Linked DNA regions of Zea mays: region 2 is linked to region 1. The links are chromatin contacts, called in public Hi-C maps. All regions are on one chromosome and are shown on one strand. Each heading gives the region's core, a stretch centred on a gene start, on an enhancer-like site or on the middle of the called end of the contact. The rest is flanking DNA. Distances are from core to core; before and after follow the strand shown.

What was found. Hi-C and Micro-C count contacts between places; a contact is called where the count stands out from the background.
Region 2: a contact with region 1 is called in a Hi-C map of leaf mesophyll, with 2.6 times the contacts expected there. The contact joins the promoter of LOC100281648 here to the promoter of LOC103643907 in region 1. A contact is called at or near these places in 3 of 25 Hi-C or Micro-C datasets (bundle sheath, endosperm and leaf mesophyll).

Annotation. Positions count from the first base shown.
Region 1 is chr1:275,240,332-275,244,658 of Zm-B73-REFERENCE-NAM-5.0, forward strand. It overlaps LOC103643907 (receptor protein kinase TMK1), which reads right to left and starts at 2,582. Exons shown (of 2, transcript XM_008667078.4): 1 at 1-2,582. The coding sequence starts at 2,088. It also overlaps the pseudogene LOC100383842.
Region 2 is chr1:275,433,672-275,438,294 of Zm-B73-REFERENCE-NAM-5.0, forward strand. LOC100281648 (seed maturation protein PM41) reads right to left here and starts at 1,299. Exons shown (of 1, transcript NM_001154567.3): 1 at 687-1,299. The coding sequence starts at 1,266. The coding sequence ends at 979. It also overlaps the pseudogene LOC111064654.

The DNA.
Region 1 (4,327 bases), core at 1,332-3,831:
CTCAAACAGGTGTTGGCTCAGTGTCCCCTGTGGCATGTACTCATACACAAGAATCCTCTCATTGCCATCAAGGCAGTAGCCCAGCAGCGAAACAAGGTTCCGGTGACGAACCTTGGTCAAAACAGCAATCTCTGATTTAAACTCATTTAGCCCCTTGTTACCCATCACACCAGCCTCCATCCGCTTTACAGCAATTTTCGTGCCATCATGAAGTTCACCCTTGTAAACAGTGCCAAACCCTCCTCGACCAAGGATGTTGTCCTCGCTGAAGTTGTTGGTCACATTGCGGAGAACTTGGATTGAAATGACCATATTTCCACTTTCAACAACATGGATGTCCCGTGGACCACTGCTCGCTTGGCTATATGTCTCACTTGCGCGAGCACCACCATTAGCATTTCCCCCTGCAACTGTGATTTTAACCATGTCATCTGAACCTGAGTGCCTCGGATGGATAACCATGGCATGTGGACTCTGCACCCTTCCGAAAGGCTTCTGTTTTCTCTTGTAACAATAGAATCCTAATGCAGCAACAAGGCCTAGTCCAGCAACTGTACCAGCCACTGAGCCAGCAATGACTCCAACAGAAGATGAAGAGGAGCCCCCATTCCCATTGTTACCACTGCTTCCGCTACTGCTTCCTCCCGATGGACTGTTGTTGCTACTACCTGGTCCTGCAGTTGGTGCAGGAGCATCCTTGCCTATGTTAGGGTTACCAGCAGTATTCACCGCCACATTCTTGGAAGCAAAGGTAGGAAGTTTCCCATAGAGATTGTTGTTTGACAAATCAATTTTTGTCAGCAAAGGCAACACGGCAACCTCCTCAGGCACAGTACCAGTGATGTTATTGTTAGCAAGATCTAGCACCTTAAGTGAGCTAATCTTCCCAATGGCCGGTGAGATACTACCACTGAGACCCTTGTTGGCAAAAGTCAGCCCAGTAATGTTACCTTGGATGCAAGTAACACCCGGAAACATACATGGATCATTCCCCCTCCAATCCTCAGCAAGTGCCTTTGGGTACATGAACCCAGCCGCAACCTCAAGCAGCAGGCTCACAAGGGGATTGCACGGCTTCCCGGCTTCCTGCACACAGAACCGCTCTGTATCTGCTTCGATATCAGCATGAAGTCCATTGGGAATCTGAGGCATCGGACCCTGCAGCAAATTATTCGTCAGGGTCACGTTCTTCAGAGCCTTCAGCTTGAAAAGACTCTCAGGCACCGGCCCTGTGAGCATGTTGTCGCGAAGTTGCAAATCCCATAGATCATCAAACCCCGCGAAGTCCGGCAAGGGCCCAGTGAATTCGTTAGAATGCAGCCACAGTTGCTCCAGAGACGTCATGTTGCTGACAAAGCTAATCGACCCATTGAGGTGCGCGCCGTTGAGCCAGAGCTGCACCAGCGGCGCGCCGGCCAGCGACGCCGGTACGGGTCCTGACAGCTGGTTAAAGGAAAGCGACAGCCGCTGGAGCGCCGGCATCGCACCCAAGAAGTCCGGGAGCGTGCCAGAGACGTTGGCACTGATGGCCGAGAAGTTGGCGAGGGAGGCGCAGGCGGCGAGGGAGGCGGGGAGCGTCCACGACGCGAACGGGTTGTAGTCGATGGCGACGGCGGTGAGCCCGGTGAGGCCTTTGAAGAAGTCGGCGGGGATGGAGGCGAAGCTATTGTTATGGGCAAGTAAAACCTGAAGCGAGGAGAGCCCCGGGAGCAAGGGCAGCGGGCCGGAGAGCTTGTTGTCGAAAACCTCGAGGCGGGTGAGCTCGGTGAGGTCGCCCACCTCCGGAGGCAGGGTCCCCGTGAGGCCGCGCGCACCGACCTGGATCGCGGTGACGCGGCCCGACGAGTCGCATGACACCCCGTCCCACCGCTTCGGCGAGCAGGGGTCGCCGGCGACGTCCCATCCCAGCGTCTTGTCCGCGCCAAGCGCCTTCGCCACAGCCCGCATCGCCGCCACGTCCGACGGCGACGTCTCCGCCGCCGCGCCAGCCTCGAGCGCCATCAGAACCAGGACCACGAGCCCGCACCAACGACCCGCGGCGCCCTCGTGCCGCCGCCGCCGCGCGGTGAAGGCGGTGGGGAACGGCATTGCGTCAGAGAGGCAGAGTTAGAGAAGAGAGGAGAAGAGAGAGAGACTGGACTAGTTTTGGAGGTGAGATTTTAAGTGGAGAGAGAGAGAGAGAGAGAGGTAGTACAGGGCACATGGGCAAGGGGAGAGGGCCGGTGGCACATGCGTGGGTCCCGCCCGCCGTGGGTGGGGAAGCAGATTTTAGCTAGGGCTGCAGCCTCCCCGGCGTGATAATGACGGGACTACCCCCTCTCGGTTGCGCCGGTTTGAACCCGGTCTCGCACAGCGGCGAGGGCACGAGAAGCCGGGGCGAGGAAGACGACGCCAGCTGCCCAGCTCACGCCCGCCAACGCGTGGGGACCACGCGGCGGTGGCTGTAAAGCGCCGCGATCCCTGCACCAAAAGGCGGGGCGATTTGCGTCTGTCTCTTCTCTTCTCGCCTGTCTCCGCACTGGAGCAGAGCTGGACGGGCCGCCAGGGGCCCAGAGGCCAGCGTCACGGGTATTCACGAATCCAAGGGACGGGTAAGGTGTGGGACCGCAAGATTGCCGGGTCGAATCGCCACGCCGCTGGGCTCAGCGCGGGCCCGGTGTGTCAGTGGCAAGGTACGGACGGGTAGCCACGGCCGCGTTGGCCGGCGTGCGCGTCCGGCTCCGGAATTCAATGGACGACGGCACGAACAGGTTGGGATCCTTTGTGGCCGGAAACGCTACTGCTGCTGTACCAGTGGTACCACGTTCATGTTGTGTTGTACCCGCTCCTCGCACGGCGCGTAGGCGTAGGGAAATGCTACTGCTGCTGTACGTACGTGCGTGTGGCATCTCTATGCGCGGCTGGCGAGTAATGTTGGCCGGGGCGGGGGCAGCCACGGGCCACCAGGCACCAGCTACCGAAGCGGTGGACTGGTGGAGTGGCGGAGACGCAAGACGGTTTAGTTGGCGTTGTCCACGGCGTCGGAACTCGGAACAGTAAAGAGGCATTGCCCCGCAACGGAGGCAAAGGTAGTGTTGGTGACTTGGTGTGGCCAGAGTCCCCGAATTCGACGATACAGACAACACTATATAGAAATTCTCGGTTAACGGTAATTTTTAGGATTTCGGGGTGTGTCAGCATCTCAGACAGGAGCAATGAGCATACAGCGAGAACAAGTCACGGGACACGAGAGTCCATCGTCCAAACGCTAAGGTTACTGAGACAATATGGGCCAAGTAGTGGGTCGGCTATCTATGGGTCGCTTGATATTCTAGCAGTACTATATAAAAGACAAACACTTGTGTAATAGGGCATGAACAATTTAGCTATCAAACATCAGACAAACTCGTCTTTCTCCCAGATATTCCCTTCTCCAAGTCTCATTCTCCTCTGAGCTCTTCCTCTCCTATCCCCCTTTCCAGGTGTTGCTAACATTTGGTATCAGACTAAGAATCGATCTTGATGGAGACCACGATGCAGGATATTCTAGACGCACTGGCGCGCATGGAGGCACGCTTGACCGATGCACTGGTGGGTCGCTGCGGCGAGCAGTACGCACGCGAGCACACTTCCCCCTTCGATGGATCCGCGCCTCCTCCTTCCATCTTCAACACACAGTACCGCGACGAGGCAATCCTTCCGCCTCTCGTCCACGACGACGCTGCGAAGGTGGCGTCCTTGGATTCAGGAAACGACTTTGGCCTGCAGCAGACCGCCACGGTGCTTGCGTACCTGGGGTCCGACGAGATGCCTTCATTGACCACGCTCCTCGCCGGCTCGGTATTCGACCACTTCATCCCGCCACTCTACGACGACGACCGCTACACCACGCCACAATCGTCTGTCGGTACTATCGCCAACCCTGACGACGACCTCCTCCAGGAGCTCGACGGGTTGGACGAGGACGCCGCGAGCGCCAACGCGGCTGACGACGATTCAGGCGCTGTCCACGTCCATGCGCCGCTCAACCCCGACGCGACGCTCGACTCGAACGTCGACACCAGTGGATCACCGCGCTACCCGTGCCTCCCCGAGGGCGCGACGTTGTTCCGTCGGAACCCGGATAAGAAGATCCACGATGGGCTCATCGGCGGCATCAGCCAGCACATCTGGAGCATCGTGGACGAGGTCGAACACACGACCTCAGGGCTGGTCCAGACGCTCATCGCCGTCGACAGGCACTTCGACCTCATCATCAAGGCGAGGATCAAGCACTTGGATCCGTTACCTCCGCTCGTCCCCAACACCGACGCAGAGGAGGAGGAGGTTCTCACGACCACGTCCACCA
Region 2 (4,623 bases), core at 49-2,548, 190 kb after region 1:
GCATCGATCTCCCTGGTGCACCGGACAGTCCGGTGCGCCAGACCAGGGCAGCCTTCGGTCCAATTTGCTCCTTAGTTGTGAACCTTTGGCACCTGTAGAACTCATAATCTAGAGCAAACTAGTTAGTCCAATAATTTGTGTTGGGCAATTCAACCACCAAAATTCATATGGAAAAGGTTTGATCTATTTCCCTTTCAGCGTCCCTGGTGGTTGCGCGCCTGTCCTCCTCGTCGGTGGTCGCGCGATCGTCCGTTCAGCCGGCAGCCGCGCGTGCTCTTCTCCTCCTTCCGATGAGCTGTCGTGCCTGCATCCCCGGTGGCTGCGCGCCCGTCCTCCGGTGGTCGCGCGGTCGTCCTCCTCTCCAGTGATCTGCCACACGTGCGACAGCACAGGGTCCACGAACACGGATAGCGGACGCACAGTAGCCTTCCAGGTTTAGCGGTTCTGGAAGCCTACCTCTATTTTAGCGTTTGTTTTAGCGGACGTTGTTGGAGGCTTCCAGGACGGTGAGTTCTGCTACATATAGCGTACAGACTCGTTTACAGTTCCTTGTTGGAGACAGCCTAAGACCTTGCACCCGACCGTTTATGACCCAACTATCACATTCTTATCCTATTCTTACTCTCTCTTAGCATTGGTTTCATGGCTTAGGAGTACCGGTTTTGAATTGCGATGCAAAGGATTTTGTGCATACATATGAAGATCATGTTCCTACATCTCATAATTCCCATTACAAGGCCACTCTCAATCAAGTGTCTCGATATAGTAGGGCCATTCAAACCTGTACAAGGAGAATTCACACATCTCTTTGTGGCTATACACAAATTTACAGAAGTGGTCTCATGTATAAAGATCTCAACTAAGATGTATAACTCGATAACTGATCGTACGTACTGTGTGCTGGACACATCCTTGTACTTTCACTTTCTGACTCGCTCGTTAACTAAGCAGCACATTAAGAAGCACATCCGGCTAGCATCAGCCGGTGCCGGTGACCCCGAGATCCGGCTTCCCGTCCTCCGTGCCGGCGCCGAACACCGGCCCGCCCTTGCCCGCGGCATCCTCGACCGCGTCCTCCAGCTTCCTGACAGGCAGCCCGCGCTCGTCCTCGGCCGACCGGAGCTCCGTCCGCGGAGTCTGCCTTCTCTCCTGGTCCTCTTGCCCCTGCCCCTGCCCCTGGGCCGCGCCGCCACCGGTGGCCGCAGCCGACGTGTAGGTGGTCGCCGTGAAGGCGCCCTTCGGCTGAGCTCCTTGCGCGCCTGACATGATTGCGTTGCGCTCCGTTCCGTTGCTAGCAGTAGCAGGCGTCCGTCGGCCCCTTTGCTTTATAAAAGCAACGAGCTGTGGTTACGTGTCGTGCCATCCTTGCTGAGCCGCTGCCACGTCGAACAGAGCTACGTCCAGAACTTGAACACGTGTGTACAGCGTATAGCTTGATCGTGTATGCACCCAAAAACGCTCACGGCTTCTGTTTGTGAGAAATCGGAGAAAGAAGAAGAAAAAGAGTTCACTGGTCGAGCCCATCCACCCGTCCTGTTCTGCAAGCGCTTCGCTCGAGGCCCGCCTTGGTAAAAATACGGCCCATATGGGCCCGTTAAGGGCGTCGAGGTAAGAGAAGAGGCTGGTGGAGCCGGGATAGCGCAGGGGCGGTTTTGCGAGAAGCTGGCAGGAGGCGGTGGCGCCGGCCGCCGGGGATCGGAGGCTCAGACGAAGAAGAGTGGGAAGGGAAGGGAAGGGAAGGTATGGAGAAAGTAGTTTGCACGAGCCGTCGATTTTTGATCTGGCGGCTAAGAAATAAAAGATCGAGTGGTAGGACCTACTGTGGGACCTTCTAGAACCTACAGCACCTACTCCTACTACGTACTAGTAAGGCTATCTCCAGCAACGTCCCCTAAATTTCATCCTCTAAAGGAATATTCTCTGTCTTTTACAGCACACTCTAAAAGATTCCGTTCTCTATATCTTATTCATCTCCAGCAGCGTCCTCTAAATTTCGTCCTCTATATCTCATCGGCCCATCCTTCTCATTAGACCAACTTAATTAACAGAATATATTCATTTACTAAGAAATAAGTACCAAAGAAATAAAAGGCATAACCTCGATACGAAAGCATCTACTACGTACCATGAATTGGCACGTACGACATGCAATTTACATGTACAATTACAAGAGAGACCGAGCATACAATTCCATCCCTTCCATGTTCTGAGCGGTGCTTCAACGATTGCAATTAATAAAAATGGCAAAAAACACAATAAGCATCGTTTGTTTTGGCTTAACAGCGACAACTGATTTCTGGGTGGCCGGTTCAGCATATCATCGAGCACCTAGTGCATGTCCTCCACCCACCTGTATGGCTGTGGCTTTGGAGCATACAGGTTGCCCAGATCATACCCGGCGGATAGGGCTGCCTACAACAGCACCGCGCCGCCGGAGGCCACCATGGACTCCATGCCCATGATGCTCCTTCCATGTGCTGGACCGAATCGGCACGCTCTGGACACGAATGTCGCGGACGAGACCACGCACGGCGCCACGTCGTGGAACCTCCGCCCTGACGGCCATGGCGTGGTGCTCAACGGGTTGGCGCAGCAGCAGAGCTGGTGGCGTAGCAGAGTTGTGTTGTGGCACGCTGTTGGCGAAGACGATAAGAACCAGGCAACAGCTCTGTGCGGACGGATAGCGGATGAACAACAACACTCCACATTTACCGGTCGTCGAGCTGCCGCTATATTTTAGCGAACCATTTGCCGGTTCTTGCTGGGGGCGGTAGCGGACGGCGAGAAACGCTAAATATAACATATCGAACGCTTTAGCGTCCCTTGCTGGGACAGCCTAACCAACGTCCAACGACACCCCGGGCCAGAAGTCTTTACAGCACACGGCGGTGTCGATGCGTCGACGGAAGGAAACACACACTAGAGGGACGCCGGACGCAGGCTTGGCAGTTGTGGTCCTGGCGATGCCTCGAATCCTCGATCTCCAGGGGCCGGGCCGGGTGGATGGACGAGGACGACTCGCTCGTAGCTGCCTCAGCGACACTAGTAGATGCCGCAGCCGCGGTTTGGCCATTACAGTTATAGTACCTACTGCGTTCTTGAATCCTCGCATGCCAGGGTTCTGCGTACGACGGGTCCGTGGTCACCGTCTCACAGGAGGCGCGCCAGTGCCAGTGCCAGTGCCGCCCCCTCGGCGGCGTTAAAGGGCCCCGAAACTGCAGCAGCGAATATCGCGGCAGGGGGAAGTGGTCACAGGCTCACAGCACCAGCACTCCATCAGCAGTCAGCAGCAGGGAGAAAGAAAACGAGCCGCTGCATAAAAGGAGGGAAAAAAAAAGGAGAGATGTGTTGCGCACAGTGTATCGAATTCGAGAGATGTCACTCACCCATCACTCGTCGTGGGTTCGACAGGACGTTTATATTGGCGGGCGGGCTCGTCTTTTCCGTTTCAGCCGCAATATATCGGATCGGATCGGATCGCGGCGCTTTTAATTGGCGACATGGGAGGCTAATCCGAAACAGACCGCGTTTTAACCGTCGGCGTCGACTTCCTCCGCACACGCAGCACTAGCTCCTCTTCTGAAAGAGAAGGCCGTTGTTTCGCCTTTAAAAGAAAAAAAGGGAAAAAAAGGGGAAGAAAATATATGAACACGATCACACGACAGTAGTGTAGGCCTGTAGGGTAACAGGAGGGTGTGTGTGTGTGAATTGTGATGCTGGCGCTGTCAGGGCATGGAGTGGACCAATAATTGTACCCCTGCCCTGCCCTGCCAACTGGAATCCTAATCCTTGTACTGGCAGTCTGACATGACTCTCGACAAGTCGCCACTTACATTTTTGTCGCTTGCCCGGCAGCTACACGTACACGGCAGGCAGAATGCGATGCCATATATATCAATCATCGGCCATTAGTCCCAGACTCCCAGTATACTAGTACATGTAAAGATTTCTTTCATTTGCCTGCCGTACGTTTCCCAGCCACGAACACGATCTGCGACCGCAACTGCAAGAGGCCAATGAACCTCTCCCTCCCACCTCTCTTCATTGAACGGACACGGGACACGCGATCAGGCAGGCAGGGATCCTCCCTGCTGTTTCCAAGTGTAGAAAGCGCCCCCGGGCGTGAAACCTCGGCCTGTTCTGATGGTGGCAGGCAGGGGAGGGGACGGACGCACACGCAGAGGAGGCCAGCCAAATGAAGCAAAGGCCCGTCTCCCCGCCACACCACACCACACCACACCACAGCCTTTTCTTTCCTTTCATTTCCTTTCCTTTCCCAAAGAGGTGCTGCACTGCTGCCAGCCATTTGCATTTGCTAGCCGCCGGCGCCAGTCCTTTGGCCAGTTGCAGGCTTGCAGCTGCAGTTGGTGGCGGGCCCGGCGGTCTCTCCGTCCCTCCCATCTCGCGCCAAAGCGAGACATCTGAATCCCCATCGTGCAGGTGGAGGTGGTGGAGGTGGAGCGGGGGGCCATCAGCCATGGCCATTGAAACCGTGTGCACGGGAACACACACCCGCCGCCGCGCCGCCTACTTTCAATGCGATGCGATGCGACGCTCGCCCGCACACTAGCGTACTGTACTCCTTTCTCGTCTCGTCTCGTCTCATCAACAAGTGCACTTGCA